Linked DNA regions of Hordeum vulgare: region 2 is linked to region 1. The links are chromatin contacts, called in public Hi-C maps. All regions are on one chromosome and are shown on one strand. The core of a region is the stretch at or near the end of the contact, and the rest is flanking DNA. Distances in the headings are between cores, read along the strand shown. Region 1 holds the start of LOC123448896 (6-phosphofructo-2-kinase/fructose-2,6-bisphosphatase-like). Region 2 has its middle 63 kb from the start of LOC123448898.

The links. Hi-C and Micro-C count contacts between places; a contact is called where the count stands out from the background.
Region 2: a contact with region 1 is called in a Hi-C map of leaf, with 2.7 times the contacts expected there. The contact joins the enhancer-like site here to the promoter of LOC123448896 in region 1. A contact is called at or near these places in 2 of 6 Hi-C or Micro-C datasets (leaf and seedling).

Annotation. Positions count from the first base shown.
Region 1 is chr4H:449,245,602-449,251,094 of MorexV3_pseudomolecules_assembly, forward strand. It overlaps LOC123448896 (6-phosphofructo-2-kinase/fructose-2,6-bisphosphatase-like), which reads right to left and starts at 2,112. Exons shown (of 23, transcript XM_045125931.1): 1 at 902-2,112; 2 at 752-815; 3 at 79-374. The coding sequence starts at 1,048. It overlaps LOC123448897 (protein CHUP1, chloroplastic), which reads right to left and starts at 5,384. Exons shown (of 5, transcript XM_045125933.1): 1 at 4,609-5,384; 2 at 3,702-4,018; 3 at 3,503-3,614; 4 at 3,140-3,271; 5 at 2,545-3,041. The coding sequence starts at 5,229. The coding sequence ends at 2,967.
Region 2 is chr4H:449,311,863-449,317,355 of MorexV3_pseudomolecules_assembly, forward strand. No RefSeq gene overlaps it. Among protein-coding and RNA genes, the nearest start is that of LOC123448898, 63 kb to the left of the region's middle. Within about 2 kb of position 3,464, at least 2 of the 3 cell types and tissues checked have open chromatin away from gene starts, as enhancers often do. A contact at or near this core is called in leaf, where this site is marked.

The DNA of each region.
Region 1 (5,493 bases), core at 862-3,361:
GTTAGGTTTACAACTTCCTAATTACATGCGGCTGCACCACAATACAGAAGTAATATAAGCATTTAAAAGAGTTCAAACCTCATCCCTGGCTTCAGTCTCAGTGTTCATAACGACATCATAGGTCCCTCGCACCCTTGTAGGCTGAAGATTCTCCTGATGAGCCTTCCAGCTAGCGGCTAGGTCAAATGGGGACAACATCTCTGTCTCAACCCAAACCTTACACTCAAGTGCATCTTTCTCAGTGAGTTTAAAGACTGCATCCGTCATTTCCACTTGATTGTTCCCGTAACCTAGCGGTCGGTTCGGTCCCTCCTCAACTATGCACTCTGAGCTATCGGCTTTTGGCTTCAATAGTAACTTGAAATCCATTGCTTCTAACAAACATAACAAATAAAGGGCATAAAAGCTAGTCAGAATGCAAAAGGGAACAAAATCTAACTCCCTGCATCTGTAGTAAGTAAACAACTCAGTTAGCCGGAGCAAATGTTCAGCTCAAGAATCACTTTATTTTATTTCGAAGACCCAACTCCATGTACTACATTGTTATACTCAGGAATGACAAATCACTAGTGGCTAGTTCATGAAAAATGTGTACACATTAAACGGACAGGAGGCAACCCCAATAAATAAAAACCAGAGCATCCCGGTAGCATGGCGCAGCAACATAGCTCATCATAGCCCAAGCTTCCGAGGAAGGGATCTCAAACCCACGGGGAGCCGTGGAACAGCATGGTAAAATCAGCCGACTCACCGTGGCGAGAAGGGAGGACGCAGCTGAGCTCCCAAATGGCGGCCGCGGCCCGCTCCATCGGCAGCTGCGAACACAACCAGGAAAAAAATCACATCACTCCCCGCACGGGGAACATACTCGCGAACAAGAGGGGATGGATGCGACGCTTACGGCCTTGGAAGGGTCCCACGAGCCGGCGGCGGGGTGGGAGCCGAAGAGGTGAGGGGCGAGGCCGAGCGCCGCCAGGCGGGGGCTCTCCAACTTGACCGAGACATACTGATGGTCGGATGCTCCGCCGGAGCTCGCCGCCGTCGCCATCGCCGGGGAGGCCAGAAGGAAGGGGGGCTTGGAAGGTGCCGGAAGGAAGGAAAGCGGGCGCGTCTGTGTCGTCTTTTCGTGCGACTGTCAAGTGGGGCCACGAGGTGGGTGCGAATGCGATGGTGGTAGATCCCTTCGTAATCCGCAACAGCGGGTGGGGCCGGAAACGTACCTGGCCCACCAGCCAGCCCAAGAATGTCCGATGGCAACCGCGCTACCGCCGGCCGGCGACGGTGACGGCGGGCGAAGCGTCTCAGCGCGGAGAAAGGGGGCGAGCAGCTTAGAGAGAGAGAGAGAGAGAGAGAGAGAGACGCGGGGAGTAGGCGTCGCGGCGCGAGACGCCGTCATATGGACCGACCCGCCGCCGCCGGTTTTTTCCGTCTCACCAGGTATCTGGGGGTGGCTGATTCCTTCCTTTTCCGTCTGTCTGTGTGATGCTCTTGCAGATTTTGCAGCAGCCTGCCAGAGCCATGGCCTTCGTGCTTGGTTTGCTCGCGCATCTCTGTTGGGTAGTTTCTTTACTCGCAAATTCGTTCCAGCATTGGTGGATTGTGCTGCATACTGGGCTTATGGTGCTTGTTAGGTGGTTTTTTCTTCTGAGGGTTATAGATGGTACTGTTATTGCTTACGGACTATAGCTGCGGAAGAAGTAAAGGACGCTGTTGATTCAGCACATAGTTGAACGCATTTTGAGCGAAACAATGCGGCAGTCAACAGCAGAATCTGAAATGGTAGGTGCCGTAGGGGTAGGGCTAAGTTGATTGGCGCCCGTGCTTTTGTCTTCACAGCAACCTTGTAGAATGTAGATTTTCTCTGGTTTGTGGATATTTGGCACCGGGAACACTTGCACATTTTGCCAAACCACATGATCGTGCTGCCTTTGATCCAAACACGATTTGAGACACGATAGTACTTCTTGAAATATTCTGTACCTTATTGTTAGACCATCCGCATCACATTATGCTTAATGGGAAACCAAAGGAGAGATGCGCTTTGGCAACTATTGCTTGATGGGAAGCATTTACAGCCAATTTTCTCTTGAGCAAACCTCAAACAAATTCTAACCAAAAAAAAAACCTTATTCAGTGTGCCCTAACTGTTGTCAATCTTAATCTTTAGGAATGAAGGGCACATACTGTATAATAGGGCTATCCAGCATTGGTGGATTGTGGAAAATATCGGGCTTATGATGCTTAGGTGGTATTTTTATTGCTCACAGACAATTATAGCTCCTGAAGAAGTAGAGGATGTTGTTGATTCAACATACACTTGAATACACTCTAACAGCGGAATCTGAAAAGGTCGGCGTCCTAGGGAAAAATTGATTTGTCTGCTTTTTTTATGGGAAAACTGGATGTATCTGATATTCTTATCAGTTGCTGCATAAATGCTGTTCAGGTTTGAATACTTGGAGCAGTCATCTAGTTTTTTAGCATTTACAGCCAATTTGCCCTTTATCAAACCTCAGACAAATTCTAACAAGAAAAGTCGTAATCTGTGTGCCCTAACAATTGTCAATCTTACTCTTTAGGAATGAAGGGCACATACTGTCGTCCTGTCTGTATCCGTAAATTCTGCCATTTCCACATTCTTACTTGATACTTCATGGTACAACCACCTAACAATCAAAGTGGTGGCTCTTGTTTTCTTTTATTTACCACCCTCTAATGACATTTTAGAATGTTCCCAGAAGGTGTACTTAAATTAAGAGTTGTGTGTGGATGTACTTGGAATTCTCAGGCTTCAAATTGCATCCAAGAGGTCCGCATCTTAGATGCAAAATAGTTAAGTTAAGAAAATTGTTCACGGGATTATCCTGGGGACTAGTGGAGTCGACCTGGAGCCAACCTCGGCAGAACTTAATCATGTCCGTTGTATCCCAGTGATGCTTATTTGAACCCAGGTATACTCCATCAGATCACTCTGGCTTGCTTGCATACATCTTGAGTTCATGGAACACTTTCCGGCAACCCTCATCAAAGCCACCTGCAAGCTGCAAATTTGGTTTGTTGCGGTTACCTTGGTTAGTTAGTTTGTAGGTAGCAACTCATAATGTCATTCGAAAGCAATTCATGATTGCAGTAGAATTACCTGATGTATTCGGAAGGCAAAGCGGACACCTTGCAAGAGCAGTTCCTCATCATTTACAAATGGATCTGACTTCAGTGCATTCATAATGCGGTTCATGTATTCTTTTGCCAGCTTCAATGAAGCGGCCTTTAGCTGTTAAGGTAGCAAGAGGATACTTCATATATGATATGTCTATTAGACATGAATTTATACTTTTATAGCGAAAAGGGTAGTGGGATAATTCCTATGTGTACCACATAACTCGTAAGTTGGTTTGTTCCAGTTGAAGACGAATTTGTAAAATGCACTTAGCTATGTCTTCTCTATTATATCAAACTGAGGACAAAGATGGATATTAGAAGTTTGGGAGCACATAGTACATACTTGGCTTATGATTCCAGAGTCAAGCATCCAATCCCATGGGATCAGGAGATCTTTGTATCTTCCACTTGCACTGTCCCTTATTTTTTCAGTATTGTGAATACCTTGTTCAATTCTACAAGGGGAAGCATGAATCATGTTATATTGTTCAAAGTTTGACAATGCAACAGCCTTACTAAATGCATTCATTTCATCTACTCACTTATCCTGTAGAGCTTGCATGCGCTTCAAAGCCATAGGTGTAGCCACTCTCCTGTCGTCGTGAAATGATGATGCTTCTGCTTCCAGGTTCTTCAGATCCCGGTAGGTGAATGCTGCTTCTCTCATGGCATCTGCTTTCTTCTCAGGCCAGTTAGGGAAGTGCTTGAGCACTGCCCGTTCATCTATAAGGTATGATAGTTCCCCATCTAGCCACTTCACAAACTCTTCAACATCGGCTATTTCCTTGTATGCTGCATTTTGAACTTCCCTTGCCAGGAAGCTAATGAATTCACCCTGATTTTCTACATCTGATTTAATCTGTTGGAACAATAATCGCAAGGGAATATTTTTTTGGTTTGGTTAGGAAATTATTGATCTGTACAGAATAATAGGGAGAAAACATGACTCAGATGTACATTAAAAGATTATTCGTACTATAAAAAAATAAAGAGTTATATAACATTATCAACTGCAGGAGGAGGGAAACAGAAATATCAGAAGAACATGTCGCATGCTCTTAAACTAACACTTGGCGCTGCTTTTTTATCCATAAAGAAAATGATTTCATATACTGTAGTGTGTTCATAAGGTAATAAAGATGACTGAATAGATTACGCGATAAAAAAAGTTATACTCTTGTTGCGTAAGTTGGTTCGAAAAGAAAAGAAAAAGTTATACTCTTTAGGAATGAAGGGCACATACTGTTAGGAAATTATATTGTCTTTAATACAACAAATAACTGGTAACTGTCATGTGGGAGGAAGTATTCTGCAATTGTCATACTCTTGTTGCGTAAGTTGGTTCGAAAAGAAAAGAAAATTGAAACAAATAAAGGAATTGGCAGCTAAGTAAACAATATATCATATGCACATACTCTGAGAAAAAGATAGAAGAACATATGTACTTACAGCTATAACATAAGCTGATCTGTTCTCTATCTCCCCGATCATGTCTCGGCTGTTAGTAGCTACTGGAATTCCCACAGATCCAGACTTCACATCGCTTTTGCCTTCTCTTCTTACTAACAACCGATACAACTCAACTACCTCTGGCACTCTTTGGACTGCCTTAGTGCTCTTCAGTAATTTGGAAGGTAGGGGAGGTGGCGGTGGAGGAGGAGGACCCATGGATCCTTCCTTTTTTGCCTTGATGATCGGTTGGATACACGTCGGACTTGGTGGTGGATTAGGAACCCTTGGTGCTCTTGATTTCACTGACGGTGCCCTAGAAAATTGCTGCCTGATGTAACATACCGAGCTGTTGAGATCGATAGCTTCCTTCACATCATCATTGTTGTGAACAAACTGTTTTTCCTTGAAGTAGTTGTTGCTGGTGGCAGAATTCTCCGGCTTCTTCCACATTATCTTTCTATCAGTATCCTGCCCTTCAAGTGAGGAGACTTGGCCTTTTAGACGGCTGACTTGATGCCTCAGTTGCTTGTTCTCCTCTTCCAGAGTGTGGTTCCTCTCGATCAGGCCATGGAGCTTGCTTCTCAGAAGTGCAACGCATGCATCACCCTCCCTCATCATCTCTTCTTCGCTAGAGGAGATGATCTCTGTGTATGGTGGTACTGATTCCTCTCGTATAATCTATATGTCTCCTACTTCATCACTCATATAGTTTGGTGGAGCACTAAAGGAGATGTAAGTGAGCTTCTGTACAATTCTGTTGAATCTAGGCAAGAGGAACTTACATATGTGCAGGGAAAAACTGGTGGAACATAAAGTTAGGTAGGATAGGTGCTGCTGCTAGGCTAATTACTTGTCCTTCAAGTGATTGCTATGGGGTACCTA
Region 2 (5,493 bases), core at 2,214-4,713, 68 kb after region 1:
GCATCCCCTCTTTCTTCCAAAAACGGAAAAACTGTCCGTAATTTTACTTGGAGGTATATTTTTAATCGTCACATATCTTGAGTTTTGCTTGCGGCTTCTTGTATCATTTGTGTCTTTGCTTTCTTTGCCGCTTAGTTTGTCCTAATAAACATTGATGGACACACCCATTTGAGACATCTAAATTATGCTATGATTTGTCAAAATCGTTCTATATCCTTCGTTTAATTTTTTTGAGCCATGCAATTGCTCAAGTGTTTCACATATATCTTTTTGAGCACGGTGGTGCTTTTATTTTGAAGAAATTTACTCTCATGCTTCACTTACATTATTTTGAGAGTAGTACCAAAAGAAAATAGTACATGAGTTATAAAAAGGTTCATGAATTTATAAAAGTTTCCAAGATAATAAAAACTTCCAAATTTCACGAACTTTTTTTAAATTCTGAACTTGTTTTCTAATCAAATGAACTTATTTTTACAAAATTGAAGAATTTCTTAAAAATCGCTTTACCAAATCCGTGTTTGTTCCAAATCTTGTCAAAAAATTCTGAAATAGGTGAACTTTTTTTTTTCCATATCTGTTTCATTTTCTTTTCAAATTTCTTGAACTTTTTTCCGAGATTGAAGAAAGTTTTCAAATCCATGAATTTTCCAAAATCTAACTTTTGCCAAATTTGTCGAACTTCTTTTGAAAATCACAACTTTTTCTAATTCATGAACTTTTTTGACTTTGTGAAAAATTTTAGCTCATTTTTTTTTATTTTTTGGGAATATGTTTTCAAATTTCTAGATTTTTTTGAAATTTCCAGAAGTCTATTCTTGACCGACCGTGAACGAGGAATTTCCTATATGCCGCAATCTCCGCCGAACGGCCGAGCAGCAACACGATGGGCCGGCCGAGGGTTTTGGAAACCTTCTATGAAGTTCCTTAAATCGGTTTTTACTAATTTTTCTGATTTTTGGTTTATCTTTTTCTTTTTTTTTCTTTTGTTTAATTAGTTTTATCTTTCTTATTCTTTTTCCTTTTTTTCAAATTTATTTTATCTATTTTTAACTAAGTTCATATTTGAAAATTTTCTTAAAATTCAAAAAATATTCTTGCTTTAAGGAAATGTTCTAAAATTTAAATAATTGTAGATTTTCAAAAGTAATTCAAAACTTCAAAAAATATATGGAATTTAAAATGTACTTGTTTTTCAAAAAAGGTTTGGGGTTTACAATTTTTGTAATTTTTTACATAAAATATAACTATTTTCAAATTTTGTTCATAAACTTCAAAAGTTGATGGCTTCCTTTCAAAAAATGCTCGGTAATTCAAAGATTTCTTATATAGAGAGAACGACCCTCACAAATTGAAATACTAATTTGTTAAGAAACAATCGAATTGAAGTCATAGTGTCATCGTTGGCTGTTCACAATTTTAAGTTTTGTTCACAAAACAAAAACTATTTGTTTTCAATAAAGTTTCCATATTTAAAAATTTATTTGAAAACTGAAAAAAATGTTGACATGTTTAAATTTTGTTCATAAATAGGAACATGCATGGGATTTTAAAAAAAATGTTCCTATTTCGAAATCGTGTCACAAATATAAAAGATGTTCTCGAACTTGCAAATTTTTACATTTTCGAATTATGTCCATGTTTTCAAATTATGTTTGGGAATTTAAAAAAATCTTCCCGTTTCCAAATTTGTTCACCACGTTTTCAAATAGTTGATGTCTTCAAATTTTGTTGTGAGTTTCAATAAATGTTTCCATTTAACGAAATGTTCGCAAATTCCAAAAACTATTCATGTTTGAATTTTTGTTTGGCAGTACGCAAGTTTTCAAAAACTGTTTATGTTATCTAGTTTTGTTAGGGAGTTTAATTTTTTCCCATTTTTCAAAAGTGTTTACATATCTAAAAATTGTTTTCAAATTTGAAAAATGTTCATGTTTAAAAAACCATCAATGTTTTCTATGTTAGGGAGATTATAAAAAAATATTCACTTATTATAAAAAATGTCTACTTTTGAAAAAACAATCTAGAAGTTAAAAAATGTTCGTGCTTTCAAATTATTTTTTGTAGTTTTTTAAAAAAAATCACACTTTAAAATTTGTTCACCAATTTTTTAAAAATGTGCATTTTTTCAAATTTTCTTAGGACTTTCACTAAATGTTTCCATTTAGAGAATTGTTTGCAAGTTCCAAAAAATGTTCAAGTTTTAAAATATTTACACAAGTTTTAGAAAGTATTCAAGTATTCAAGTTTTGTTCGAGAGACTCAAAAAATGTTACCGTTTTTCAATAATGTTTGTGTTTCCAATAATTGTTTTCGAATTTGAAAATTGTTCCGGTTTTGAAAAAACATTCATGTTTTCTATTTTTGGAAGATTTTACAAAACTTTCCGTTTGCAAAAATGTTTGCATTTTCCCAATTGTTTTAATTTAATTAAACATTTCTAAAACATTTTTTAATCAATATTGATACCATTATTCAAACATTTTTTGGTACTTTTTTGAAAAGTTCTTACCATTATTGAATAATTATTAAAAAATTGTTAACATTATTGGATACACAAACATTTCATCAATTATTGGATACACAAACATTTCTTTATCAAAATTGATGAACTTATTTCTAAAAGTTGATGAATTGTTTTACAAATTTTGATGAAATTTTTCCAAATTATGTGAACGTTTTTCAAATACGGTGAACTTTTTTTCAAATTTAATGAACCTTTAACAAATTTAATGAACGTTTTTTGCGAACCCATTAAGTTTCTTTCAAATTCAATGAACGTTTTTAAAATGTGATGATTTTCTTTTTCAGAATCTATAAACTTTTTTCAAATTCGATGATTTTTTTCAAAATCATTATTTTTTTCAAATTAGATGAACTTATTAAAAATTTGATTAAAGCTTTTTAATATCATCGAACCTATTCAAAAAATGATGAACTTTTTTGAAATTCATTGAAATTTGTTCAAACAGGATGAAATTCTTTTTAAAATTAGATGAACTTTTCTTACATAATTGAAGATTTTTTTGAAAATTCATGAACTATTTTGGAATTGGTGAAACTTTTTTGAAAATTTTGACGAACATTCTGGAATATTTTGTGAACTACTTTTCTAAATAAAAAATCTTTGAACTTTTATTGAATAGGGGCAAGTTTTTTTTGTATGTTTATGGACTCCTATTCTGAAATCTGTGATGTTTCCTTTTTTTTAAAGAAAATCATGTGTGAGCGGCTGCGGTAGTTTTTAAAGGTTTAGCTTTGTAGTATGTCAATTGCACCGGCACGCCCTAGTGGTTAGCTGAAGGCATGTGAAGTTGCGTAGGCCGTTAGTTCGCTTCTATGCCGGAGTGACATTTTTTGAGTCTTTCAATGACTTTTTCCGATGCCCGGTCGTGGGTCGGCCCATTTCATGTTGTAGTAGGAGCCGGTTCTCCTATTCGGCGCCAAAGGCGCTGACTAGGGACACCCTACGGAATACCCTATTGGGAGCTCCTACGTGCCGCATTTTGCGGCACACAGTCCCTCGCTCGCACAAGAGGTCGCCCCAATTTGGTGGGACCAGTTCGTCCAGAAACTTTTGACAATTTCCTTTTTCATTTTTATTTTCTGTTTTTTTCCTTATCATCATATTTCCTTTCTTTATTCTTTTTTACTTCGTTTTTTCTTTTCAATTTTGAAGCAAAACTTTTTCTGAATTTAAATAACATTTTTTGACAAGTCCAATTTTTTTTGAATTTTTGAACAAAGTTTGAAAAACGGCAAATTTATAAATTTGGAACCAATTTATAATCAAAAACATTATTTATAAATCAAGTACAATATTGGAATACAAACATAATTTATAAATTAAAAACAATGATATTTCGAACATTTTTTGAAAAAAAACATATTTTTAAATAACGATCATTTTTAAAACTATTTTCTAAAAGCACGAACACATATTGTATCTTGAGAACAAATTTTAAAACTGAAAACAATTTTGAAACACCATGAACAAATTCGGAAGTGCGGGAAAAAATTAAAGCACACAACATTTTCTGAATCTTGAGAATTCTTTTTTGAAGCGGGGAATAAATTTTAGGATAACCTGGTCACATTTGGAAGCGTGATCAATTTTTTAAAGCACGAACATTTTTTGAATCTTGAGGACAAATTTTGAAAGCGAGAACAATTTTGAAAAATGCTCTACAAATTTGGAAGCGCAGACAATTTTTAAAGCACGAACATTTTTTGAATCTTGAGAATAAATTTCTAAAACGGAGAACAATTTCGAAAATCCAAACAAATTTGGAACCGCGAAATTTTTTGAATAAATTTTTAAAACGTAGAACAAGTTTGAAAGCATGAACAATATTTTGAAGCACAAACATTTTTTTAATATTGAAAACAAATATTCAAACCGAGAACAATTTTGAAAAACATTGAATAAATTTGGAACCACGGACAATTTTTTAAAGCACCAATATTTTTGAAATCTTGGGAACTAAATTTTGGAACGGAGACCAATTTTGAAAACCCCGAAATAATTTGGAAACGCGAGCAATTTTGAAAAGTACGAACATTTTTTGATACTTGAAAACAAAATTTGAAACTGAGAACAATTTTGAAAAATCTTGAACAAATTTGGAAGTGCGGACAATTTTTCAAAGCACGAACATTTTTTGAATCTTAAGAATATAATTTTTAAACGGAGAACAATTTTGAAAACTCTAAACAAATTTAGAAGCACGAACAATTTTGAACAAATTTTAAAAGAGAGAACAAATTTGAAAGCACAAACTAATTTTTAAAGCACGAACATTTTTTGAATCTTGAGAATAAAATTTTAAACTGAGAACATTTTTGAAAAATGATGAGCAATTTTGGAAGCATTAACAATTTTTTAATCATTTTTAAATCAAGAACAAAAATTTATATACCAATCTTTTTTAAAAATACTTTTTTTAAAACATGGAATATTTTCTAAAAATTTAGAATATGTTTGGAGGTAATAAGTGTTTTTTATAAAACAACAACTATTTGAAATTTAGAATCTTTTTTTAAAAAGAAAAAAGAAATTCGCATTTTAAAAACAATTGTCGAACATGATCTTATTTTGAAAAATTATAAATAACCATGGAAATAAAGAAACAGAAAAAAGGGAAAAAAGAAACAGGAACAGAAACATGAAACTGAAAAAGAAAAAAAGGGGTAAAAACAACAAAACACTGTTCATAGAACCTCCTACAAGGTTCCCAAAAACGTTGACTAAGAAAATTGTGCTGGCCCAAATATGGTTAAGGGGTGTGCCGAGCCATCAATATTTGCCGCAAAATGCGGCGAATAGCATTTTCCTGCCCTATTCATTGCATTTTGCGACGAATAGAAGGGGCTACACACACCCTTTCGAGTAGATTGGGCCGGCCAAGTTAGGACCTTCACGTGAACGAGGTGCGTATCTGGCGTGCGATCGGGTCATAACACGATGAGCCGGGCCATATGTGCTTAGAAAGT